2 separate regions of the Danio rerio genome follow, and region 2 is linked to region 1. A link is a contact called in public HiCAR-type data. All regions are on one chromosome and are shown on one strand. Each heading gives the region's core, a stretch centred on a gene start, on an enhancer-like site or on the middle of the called end of the contact. The rest is flanking DNA. Distances are from core to core; before and after follow the strand shown.

Region 1 (2,828 bases), core at 224-2,723:
CAATTGTCTTTTATTTATGGCATTATTCCCTGGTAAATTGTGGCTGACTACGCTGATATATGTATTCAACACTTCATAGTCGTGTGGCTGTTTCTAATCCCCTCTATAAATAAAATGGCCTTGACCTTAAATGATGGTGTGTACTCGGGTCAGAAATGAACTTTTTCATTAAGGGGCATTGTTTGCGCAAGGTATTGATTTCAAGGGGCTTTTTCTTTTTTTTTTTTTACCTTTGCAAGGGCTTTTATTATTACCTTATGCACTTTTATTTCAAGTACATAAAGTGAACAATTTAAATTACTTTATTAAGAAATCTAGAAAATGTTTGTCAGTAAATTATATCAACATTGTTGGTACCGTTATTGTTGATTATTATAAGAACAATTATTAATGTTGATGGACATACTACATATTAGTTCTGTTGAACACAAAATGCAAACTTTTAAAGCCTCATGTATGCAGTTTGCTTGAGTAAGGGATATATACTGAATTAAAAAAAATTTGCCCTCCTGTGAATTATTTAGTCTTTTCAAATATTTCCTTAGCCCTGTTTAGCAGAAAGATTTATATATATATATATATATATATATATATATATATATATATATATATATATATATATATATATATATATATATATACATTTTGATACATAATAGTTTGAATGACATATTTCTAATAAATATTTTATTTGCCATGACGGCACTATATAATATTCTACTAGTTATTTTGCACAAGTAGTATTCAGCTTAAAGTGTTATTTAAGGGCCTAACTAGGCAAGCTGGGTTAATTAGGCAAGTCATTGGACAACAGTGGTTTATTTAGCATCCAATTAAAAATGATATATTCGAGGTCACCTATTTTACCACTTTTTCAAGATTTTAGATAAGTCTTTGGTGTCTCCAGAATGTGTCTGTAAAGTTTTAGCTCAAAATAAATCAGATTATTTATTATACATTTCTGAAAATCTGAATTTTGATCTGATATGACTGTGGACACACTTTCCTATCTAATAGCATCCAAGAGTTGATTTTGCATTATAGGTGCCCTTTAAGGGTCTTGTAATATTGACCTTAGCAGTGTTTAATTTGATTTTATCCCAGCCAAATTAAAAGAACTAAGACTTTCTCCAGGAGAAAAATACTGTAAAAGAATTCCTTGCTCTGTTTAATAACACTTCACAAACTGAATTCCACAGGAGGGCTATTAATCTTGTCTTCATATATAAAAACTATAATTATCTGTACATGTTTTACATTCAGTTTATAATGTAACTTTAGATACATCGGTTTCAGGCAATCGGTCTCTTCTGAGCAATAAGGGCAGTCTACATAATGCGTCTCTTCTGCTTGTTTCTCTAACACTGTAATGACTGTTGTGTTTTCCATGTGTCTTCTCTTGCAGTGGAAAGCCAGAACAGCTAGTTTTGACAGTCAGGGGTCTTGTCCTTCCCCCAAACCTCCTGCCAGCCCTTGATCAGAGCCATATGTTAAATAAACTCCAGGCTCGGCATCCTCGCAGTTGTCCGTCCGTCTGTCCGTCCGATGAAAGCGAGAGCTATTTCCACCTCCCCATATATGGGTTGTTTTAGATGGTTCCCAAACACTGATCTAAGACCAGACCTGGCTGTCTTTGCCCCACCGATGTTCCTCACGTTCAAGCTGCTCTCAGTCGATAATCAGAGGTTTCGTACAAACCTCTGCACCTACAATGGCAACGTTGTGTACCTAGAATAGCTTGATATCGTCAGCGGAGATGTTTCTTTCCATATGAATTTTCCTCAAGCGTTTGAAATCTGATGCTGCGTACTGAAAGTGTGGAGACGAGAGTTTCCACACAATGTTGCAAGATCTTAAAACTTTAGAACTGCTGGAAATTCTAAAAATGAGGACTGGCATGTAAAAGCTTGATGTTTTGTAGGAGAAAAGAGGAAAATGGATGGGTCTTGTGCTGTGTACTACCAACAAAACGTTTTCTTTGTGGAATCCTCGTGTGAAACCTGTGTGGAGGTAAACGTTTTATGAAGAATATTCATATATTTATCAGTTTATAGATGTCGTGTAAATGTTATGTGTGAAAAGAGACTCTCTAAAAGGATCAGAGCACAACAAACTTTTTCCTATCTATTTATTTCTTGCCAAAAGAAAGACGGTTTACATGTGAAGAAAGTTCAGTTCGACGCTCCACATGTAGCTGAATATATTTGCGTTAATATTCAAACTAGAGTACAAAAGTGAGCATTTAAGGATAAAAGTGCTGAAGTATTCATAGAAATGCGTCTTGATTTATGTTTTTTTTTTTCACTGGTGTAATGGCATTTAAAGAGGTGCAGATGTGTTTCTGCTTCTTAGTAGCTCTGCTGTTAATAGCAATTCAGTTCCTGTTTGAAGCTATCCCGCTGCTTCAAGTACCCGCTGACATCTCCATCTTTTGACATGTCATTTTATTGCGTATCAAACTGTCAAGGTTTACCATATTTGACCTGTTGTCTTGGAAAATGTCTTGCATATATAATGTATGCTTCATATTGTGTACTGTATAAGATCAGGGTTGATATTACAATAAATATAGATTTAGAGGTAATTAACTAACATTCGTCTTCAGAATCACACATTTGTTTTGTTTTATTTAATGATAAAAAAATACACCGTAATGGTTATGTGTAGGATAAAAGTAGGCAAATGGTACAGTCTGGATCCAGCAGTACTGTAAAGCATGGAAAATATATATATATAAACTAATATTCTATTATACTGTATGGGTCAAAGACGAGATGGACGATTTTAGATCGAATTAAAAGTACAAAACGGAAAAAAAATCTATTAAA
Region 2 (2,828 bases), core at 138-2,637, 120 kb before region 1:
TTAATTTGTTGTCAGAACAACTTACAATATATGTGTTTGTATATACTGCCAGTCAAACTTAAAAAAAAACATACTTTTAGAAAAAAAAGTCTCTTCTCACCTCAAATAAAACCTCTTATATTGTGAATTAGACCATTTCAATGTGGTGATGTCACTAGCCCATGACTATTCCTGCTTGTTGTCAAACAATTTTAATAACTGTAACAAGAGGCAATTGAATCATATCCTAACATTATTTATCAATATGTAGACCTTTCAGGATTCTTGGAATATGGAAATGAAAAATGTAAAACAGGAAATAGATTTGGACCCCCGTTACTGTTTACATCCCTCAAAATGGTCTATGTGTGTGTCTATGTAAAAGGTGTGTGTGTGTGTGTATACATATATACATATGAAATAAAATATTTTGTAACAAATAATTTTACTGTACCTTTTGATCAATTTATTGTGCCACTGATGATAACAAAATATTTTGTATTAATATTTTTGTACTGATAGTTTTGCATCAAAATATGAGGCAGCACAATGATAATAATAATAATATATATATATATATATATATATATATATATATATATATATATATATATATATATATATATATATATATATATATATATTAAATAAAATGTGTATTTATCTATATGTGATTTCAGAAGGATGGTAAGGACAGTATTGATGTATTGATTTAAATCACATTAGTTAATTACGTTTTAAAATACATTACAACAGTTAATATAAAATCTAAATAAAAGTGTAATATTTTAAAATGTTATTGCAATTTTGACCGATGACGTTAGTGTAGCCATTATAGATGCCTATAAAAGTTAGTCTTTACACGCTGGGGTTAAAGCTAGTTTCAACCTTTTGTCACACCTGTTTTTGTTATAGTCTAAAAGACCTTCAAATTACAGTCTATTTTAAGATTTGACCGATAATGTCATGCATTGCTCATCTTCACCTACTCCAACTATATACTAACGAGGCATCAACGAAACAGCTTCTATTGCAATTTCCAAACCAGTAACGTTAAGTAATCAAAAGACTTTGAAGAAAAATCCAGCGTCAGTATTCATAACATAAACATACGTGAAATCGCTTTCCCGACACAATGACCGTCTGTTGCCTGTCTGCCTGCCTGTTGAGAAAAACAACACGAGAAGCGTCACATTTTACCTTTATACATAAGCTGTTTCGTACGCTTTTCTACTTACCGAAGCCAGCCGTTGACTGTTTCTGTTAATATTCGCCTCGGATAGTTCGGCAGATTGGATTAATTTGTGTATGTATGGTTTAAATTTGCTAGCATGTCGGTTTTGGGCTCGCTCATGTCAGCGCCATGACTCCGCATCATAAGAGACCCTCATTGGACACTTGTACACCAGTTACATGGTGACGTGATCTCAAGTTGGACTGTCCAAACTGTTGAACTGTATGGCGTGCGCACGCTTGTCGTCAAATACTTCACCATTATGATGAGATTTTCACTTCACTTTCTACATAATACGGGTATGTTTATGTAGTAAAACTGTCAAATTTCTTTTGAAAATATCATGACGAAAGCATTGAAGATAAAAAATCGCCAAACAATGAAGACCAGGTTGTGAGGAGGACTTTAAATGAGGGTTTGAATGAAAAGTGCGGTTGCTCATTGTCTTCTTTCCCAATGGTTAACTTATATTCTCCCTATTTTCAGTTTCTAAAACTTATATTTATCATGTAGGTTACATGTTTTTATTTAACTCCCATAACCTACTTCAAAAAGGTAAGATTAGGCCTACTGTAGGTTGACTTTCATTAGCCAGTTTTCACAAAATGTTAGTTTTACGCTTTTTGTAAAAACAGCTGCACTATTTTAATGCGTTTCATTTTCAGAAAAGAAATATTTTATGTTGCATAATAACCGTGACTTGCTTAAAATGTTAAATAATCTCTCTTTTTGGTTTTTCCACTTTTAAATAATAGTAAAAATAATAAGACCTGACAAATCCCTCTTTGGGATTAGTTAAGATATATTATATGAAGACAATAGGATAAATCCTACTTATATTTTTTGCATGGACAGTTTATAGCACAGTCAGCCTATATGTAAAGAAATGAACATAAACACAATAAATAGATACATTGAGGACTTTTTATGTTAATTTATTTCTCGTCTTTACAGAAAAAAAACTCAAGTGCATCACATAAGCGTTATATGTTAAAGTCACAAGTAAATCACATATTAAATACTCAGGAAATGGGGTTTTGGAACACATTCATGTGAATATTTGGTCACACTTTACAATAAGGTTCAATAGTTAATGTTAATTAATGCATTTACTAACGTGAACAAACAATGAACAATACATTTACTACTGTATTTGTTCATGTTAGTTAAAGTTAGTTAATGAAAATACAGTAGTTCATTGTTAGTTCATGTTGACTCATGGTGCATTAACTAATGTTAACAAGCATGGACTTGGATGTTAATAATGCATTAGTAAATGTTCAATTATGATTAATAAATGCTGTACATGTGTTGTTCACGATTAGTTCATGTTAGTAAATGCATTAACTAATGAACCATATTGTAAAGTGTTACCGAATATTTGTATTTCATGTGACACCCAGTGCTTAATTTGAGCCAGATCTTGCTGGATCCTGTTCCAGAAAATGTGTGGGCGCAAAAGTCAGGTTTAACTATTGGCACTCAACAATATTTTCATCCAATCATCTTTCTTACATTTATAAATAATGGCATAGTGGCCACCCTAATAATAATTTGTATTTTCAAAATGGCAAAGAGGCAGTCAATCTTGTGGGAACTGTGTCAGGATCAGGAT

What was found. HiCAR-type assays count read pairs that join an accessible place to other places.
Region 2: a HiCAR-type map of caudal fin shows a contact between it and region 1, with 6 times the contacts expected there. The contact joins the promoter of syt6a here to the enhancer-like site in region 1. A contact is called at or near these places in 6 of 18 Hi-C or Micro-C datasets (caudal fin, embryo, hematopoietic stem cells and 1 more) and 1 of 4 datasets of contacts at active chromatin or transcription factors (caudal fin).

The regions. Positions count from the first base shown.
Region 1 is chr23:27,744,211-27,747,038 of GRCz12tu, reverse strand. syt6a (synaptotagmin VIa) reads left to right here. Exons shown (of 10, transcript XM_073939012.1): 10 at 1,406-2,828. The coding sequence ends at 1,477. Among named protein-coding and RNA genes, the nearest start is that of olfml3a, 14 kb to the right of the region's middle. Within about 2 kb of position 1,473, at least 5 of the 62 cell types and tissues checked have an H3K27ac peak or open chromatin away from gene starts, as enhancers often do.
Region 2 is chr23:27,867,637-27,870,464 of GRCz12tu, reverse strand. syt6a (synaptotagmin VIa) reads left to right here and starts at 1,387. Exons shown (of 10, transcript XM_073939012.1): 1 at 1,387-1,512. It overlaps klhl21 (kelch-like family member 21), which reads right to left and starts at 1,328. Exons shown (of 6, transcript NM_001320407.1): 1 at 1,218-1,328; 2 at 1,093-1,141.